2 separate regions of the Macaca mulatta genome follow, and region 1 is linked to region 2. The links are chromatin contacts, called in public Hi-C maps. All regions are on one chromosome and are shown on one strand. Each heading gives the region's core, a stretch centred on a gene start, on an enhancer-like site or on the middle of the called end of the contact. The rest is flanking DNA. Distances are from core to core; before and after follow the strand shown. Region 1 overlaps TOX2 (TOX high mobility group box family member 2). Region 2 holds the start of TOX2 (TOX high mobility group box family member 2).

Evidence for each region. Hi-C and Micro-C count contacts between places; a contact is called where the count stands out from the background.
Region 1: a contact with region 2 is called in a Hi-C map of CD4 T cells, with 2.2 times the contacts expected there. The contact joins the enhancer-like site here to the promoter of TOX2 in region 2.

The regions. Positions count from the first base shown.
Region 1 is chr10:96,911,510-96,914,209 of T2T-MMU8v2.0, forward strand. TOX2 (TOX high mobility group box family member 2) reads left to right here. Exons shown (of 9, transcript XM_028828435.2): 9 at 1-101. Among named protein-coding and RNA genes, the nearest start is that of JPH2, 120 kb to the right of the region's middle. Within about 2 kb of position 1,287, at least 9 of the 40 cell types and tissues checked have an H3K27ac peak or open chromatin away from gene starts, as enhancers often do. A contact at or near this core is called in CD4 T cells, where this site is marked.
Region 2 is chr10:96,753,131-96,755,830 of T2T-MMU8v2.0, forward strand. It overlaps TOX2 (TOX high mobility group box family member 2), which reads left to right and starts at 1,350. Exons shown (of 9, transcript XM_028828435.2): 1 at 1,350-1,531. The coding sequence starts at 1,433.

The DNA of each region.
Region 1 (2,700 bases), core at 37-2,536, 160 kb after region 2:
GACGTCGTTTGCAGCTGTTTCCTGGCCCTGGCGAGTGTCTGTCTTGGTGCCCAGTGCTTCTCTCAAATCTCTTTATAATAAAACTTCTGAAAAGCTGAAAACAAGTCTGTGTCTCCTTGTCCTTGGTGAGTCAGGGTTGAACCCCCTAGAGCCCCTCGGGCCAGATGGACTCAAGTCAAAGTCTTGCCTGACCTTTACCAGCCCGTGTGGGTTTGTGTGGGTGATGGGAGCACCCTGACCTCAGTCTTGCCCTCTAAGGGGGTCACGGTGGTTCAGACCCGTAGGGCTCTTGTGATGATGAAAAGGGGTGTGGGCAAGAGTGCCGCCACACAGGAACTTGCATCGGCTGGTGACAGTGGCGAGCCCTTCCTCTGGAGGATGGGGCCTCCCAGGCTTGTGGAAGTGAGCGGTGGGAACCCAGGGAGGAGGCCAAGGGGTTCTTCAAACCGGAGTGTAGGAAGCATCCTAGACGGGATTCTTTAAACCAGGTTTCCCAGCAGATATTAGATGGTGATACTAACAACAACAATAAAAGGCAAATAATACCTGACTGCTTTAACTACATCTGGAAAAATACCAATTGCCTGGTGGAAAGCTGCAACGCTTGCACCCTGCATTGCAGCCATTTTGAGGTGGGGGCAGGTGCCGCTGCTCCCAGCCAGGCTCGGGACTCAGAGAGAGCGGGCTACACCCTCAGGACAGCTCTCCCAGCCTCTCACTCTCCAATCACGGTAAACCCCTCCTTCCAGATGACGGCCCAGGAGTGGGGTGCAGTTTCCCCACTGGAGGGCATTTTGTAATCCACTTTGGAAAAATAAAAAAGAAAACCCCAAACAAACCAGCCACCTGCCATCCCGTCAGCAGCAGCACCGCAACGTGCGGCATAAATATTTCATGTGGTTACAATTTCCTTTTCTATGTGGAGCTTGTCAGTAACATGACGGCTTAGACAGTTTAATATTCAACTCTTGCTTCCACGTTTGTGAAAACAGCATCACTGGGATCCACGCAGACAGCCCACAATGACAAGAGTACAAGGCCCTCCTTGTAAAGTGGTGCTGAGGCAGAGGCCTGCTGCCATCCCTCACAGCTGCACCAGGAGCTCAGGAGTCTTCTCCAAGCGTCCACACGCCAACCAGCCTCTGGGCTGCACGGGACACACAGAGGCCTCGAGCAGAACCTAAGCACCCTGCCTGCAGATACCAGGGACTGTCGCATGGGTGCGTTCTGGGGCCCCAGAGAGTGGAAATAGAGCCTAAAGGCTGATTTCAGGGCCATGGGGTGGACAGCAACTGTCTTAGTCCATCCCAGCTGCCATAACAGAGCGCCATGGGCCAGGTGGCTCACAGCAACACAAACTTACTGCTCACATTTGCGGAGGCTGGGAGGTCTAAGATCAAGGCCCTGGCAGCTTCGGCGTCGGGTGAGGGTTCACTTGCTGGTGCGTAAACATCCATCCTCTCTCTGTGTCCGGCAGGGTGGGAGGGGAGGGCACTCTCTAGAATTTAACAGCACTCACCCGAATCCTGAGGGCTCCACTCAGTCACCTTCCAAAGGCCCTGCCCCCAAATGCTGGCCCATTGAGGGTTAGGATTCCAACAATCAAATTCTGGGAGGACACAATCCTTCAGTCTGTAGCGCCGACTACAGTGGTTGGCACTGTAGTGGTTCCCCCTCTCCCCGGGCTCTTCTGTTGCCAGAGCCCATCCCCAGGTCCTGAGTGCCATCCCAGTCGTTACCCCCTCGAGCTGCCACAGCTAATGACCAAATAATGGAGATGCCAACTCTGTGGTCCCATTCACAACCCCAGTCCCTGGGAGCAGCCTGAAGCCGCCTCCAGCAGCAACACCATCCTTGCTAAGCTGCTTCCTCCCAGCCCGCCCTGCTGAGGATGTAAGTCCCTTCTGAGAGTACCCACTCAGGAAATTGCTTGAACCAGAATCCCCACCCAGGCCTGTATGTTTCTAAGACAGCCGCCTACCATACTGGCTATGCCCATGGTCCAAGTGGGGCCACATCAGTATTGCTCCAAATGTCTCTGGCTCTGGCCTCACCTGCGACTACAAGACTTTCAGCCCTGGAACAACCACCCACTCCTGGGGCTTCCCTCCTTCCTAGGAGGCAGCGTCTGCTGCATGTTTTACGACTCCATCCTGCAGTGACAGTGGCCACGACCCACAGAGCCTCCAAGAGCCCAGGGTCACACCTGCTGTGAAAGCACTGGGGTCTCTGCCATGGGCTCTCCCACTCCCCATCCCTGTGCTCCCAAAGCTGCCAGCCCTGGGTCCCCCAGCCTCGTCGTGGGCCAGGTTCTCCCTGCAGCATCCTCCACCTGCCAGGGCCAGTCTGCGGTCGGGGTCCCTCACACCTTGAGGCTTCAAGTTATTGCCATACCCTAGAGCCGTGGCCCCAACATTGTGAACACCTTTACCTCCTGCTTGCAGCCTGCCCCCACTGCCCACAGAGCTGGCCCAGGGACCAACCCCACTCGCCCTTCCCAGAGCCAAGCGCCTTCCTCAGGTTTCTCCATCTCACACCTCCCCCTACAAACGCATCTCGGTCCAAGCAGGAGGCACAACCTGGGCTGAGGCTGAGACTGTCCCCTGACCACCCCGGAAGGAAGGCATGGCTGGTCCCAAAATTGCCCACTAGTAATTCCTCCCTGGAGGGATACACATACATTTTTACACTGGATTGGAA
Region 2 (2,700 bases), core at 100-2,599:
GACAATGGAAAATTTTTTCTGATGAGGTGTGGCATTGTATTTCTAGAAACAATGCTGAAATTTATTTGGAAGTTCTTTCCTTTCTGAGCTATAATTTCTCTCTGTTGTTCCCAAGCCTTCAGTGAATGTCTGTTTCCCACACCTATCTTTTGTTAATGCATCTTTCTTATGGTCCTAGTTCTAGGCCAGGACCAACAAAGCCCAAGCAGCAGTTGAGAACTAAGTTCTAAGCTAGCTCCTGAGTGGGCAGGAAGCTCAAGTCCTTTTCTCCCAGTGGCATCCTATATCCTGATGCCACACAAGAATGCCATTCTGGCTGACTTCTGTTTCCTGGCCTCTCCCAGTCAGACATACCTGGAGCAGTCAGTGAGCAGTGAGATTGCTAGTGGAGATTGCTAGTGTAGACAATTCTTGCATGAAAAGGGGGATGGGGTGCAACAGTCTAGCAACCAGCAAGTGATATCAAGAACTAGAGGGTTTTTTTTTTGGTTGGGGAGGATCCCCGTTTCACAGTCATCTTTCTGACCCACCATCACAGTCATCCCATTCCAATCTCATTTTCTTCCTTTCCTCACTCCAAGAGACCGTGACTGCAGGCAAATCCTAGACCCCTCTTCAGAGCTTCCGGCTCTAGGCATTACTACGGCCCTCCCCTCCCTATCATTAAAAGGGGTGGGGTCCTTCTGCCTTCTCCAAGTGGTTTCAGTTCTGGATCCTTTGGGAGCAATGGAGCCCACCCTCCTGGAGCTCCATTACTGGTGCTGCAAGTCTTTGACTCAGTTTCCCCATATGTGAGTGAGAGTTTAAGCGCGGCAATTTCCGGGGGGGGGCGGGTGGCTCTCAAACTGACTCAGATCAGTGAGATGAGGAGGGGGCGGGCATCCTAAGAGCATCCTCCAGCGCTGGCTCGCGTCCCCCGGGGAAGGCAGCACCCATCTCTAAAGTGGTCCTGTCACCACCTTCCTCTTCTCCCCCGGCACCCACGCCGCGGGGCGGGGGCTAGCGCCGCCTCAAATATTTAGGGCAAGGGAGTGTCCCACTTCTGGGGAGGGGTGTCGTTCGGGCTTCTCTCTCTCCTCACCGTGGGTGGCGAAGGGCGGGACGAAAAAGCGCCGTCTGGACAGGGGCGCCCACTCAGGGATGCAGGGCCGGGCGGGGGACCCAGCGGCGACCCAGCCCGTAGGACGGACCTCCCCGCCCCGGCCTGCGCCCCGGGGCCCCCGGGCCCCCGGCCCTAGGCAGCGCCCGAGGCCGGAACAATAGCGCGCGCGGGCGGGGCGGGGGCGGGGGCGGGGGCGGGGGCGGGGCGGTCCTCCGGGCACCGCCCCCGGCCCGCCCCCCGCGCTCGCAGTCCCGCTCGCACACTGGCTCCCACCCGCCGCCCGCCCAGGCACTGCCCGCGGGAGCCGCCGCCGCCGCCGCCGCGCCCGCCATGGACGTCCGCCTGTACCCCTCGGCGCCCGCGGTGGGCGCGCGGACCGGGGCCGAGCCGGCCGGCCTGGCGCACCTGGACTATTACCACGGCGGCAAGGTAGGCGGGGGCGGGCGGGGGTCCCCGGCGGGCGGGGCCGGAGTCACCTGGCAGCTCGGGACTTGGGCGCTCTAGGGGTCCCACGGGGCCGCGCACATCAGCCCCGCCGACGGGCACGGGCGGCTCACATCGATCCCCTCGCGGCCAAGCTCACGCCCTGAGTTGTTGGGATCGCTGGCAGAAGTCATCCCGACAGCCACCCGTGCGACGACACAGTGGCCCCTCACTCACGTCCCACTGACAGCCTCGCAGTCATTCACAAGCTGACACAGTGGCCCACGGCCACACGCAGTCGCCAGGCAATGCTCACACGGTCCCGCCGTCCCACGCAAGTCACCCTGACAGTCACTTATACACAACGACACCCAACCACTCACCCGCAAACAGTCTTACCGCCACAGATGAGTCACCCACAGACGCTCCGATGCCCCACACACCGTGACATGCCCTCACCCGCTGTCACACTCAGGCACAACGGGGGACAGTCACACAAAGAAGTCGCTCGACAGTCACACGCTCGCAGCCACAACGCCTCACCCAGGCGCACGCTGTCACACACAGCCACCCCGCTGGACGGTGAGCCTCAGACACAGATGGTCCTGATGGCCACACAGTCACACGCGGTCACACCCAGGGACGGCCACACCTCGGTCATCCACAGTCGCGCGTCGAGGTTTAACTTCTCAGCGCCGCTGCACACTAATTGGGCAGTTTACTAATTGGCAGTCACTGCCCGGCGGGGCCTCGGATTCCGAGTAGGCGGCGGCCAATCGAGGCCTGTCCCCTCCCGGGAACGGTGAGCCGGCGTCCCTCCAGGCTGGGGCTGTAGTGCGGGACACCCTCCCTCCTCCATGTTTCCAGGATCTCCTCCCCCTACCCGAGCCAGGTCCCCGCTGCGCTGCGCCGGGCGCGTTCCCAGCGATGGAGGCTTGCGTGCCTGGAACCCCGAACCCGAGGCGTCAGGTCCCACTGCCCCGCCTGGCCCAGCCCGGATGGGCTGGGTGCCTCTGTGCAGTCCGCGTCCCCTTCGGTCGCCGGGGAGGGAACTTTCAAACTTAGTTAGGAAGCCACACTGTCCGCGCGTCCGCCAGTAGGTGCGTGGGTCCCGGGCCGGCTGGAGCCAAGCGCGGCTTTTCGTCACTCGGAGCCCGGATTGAACAGCGCGCGTG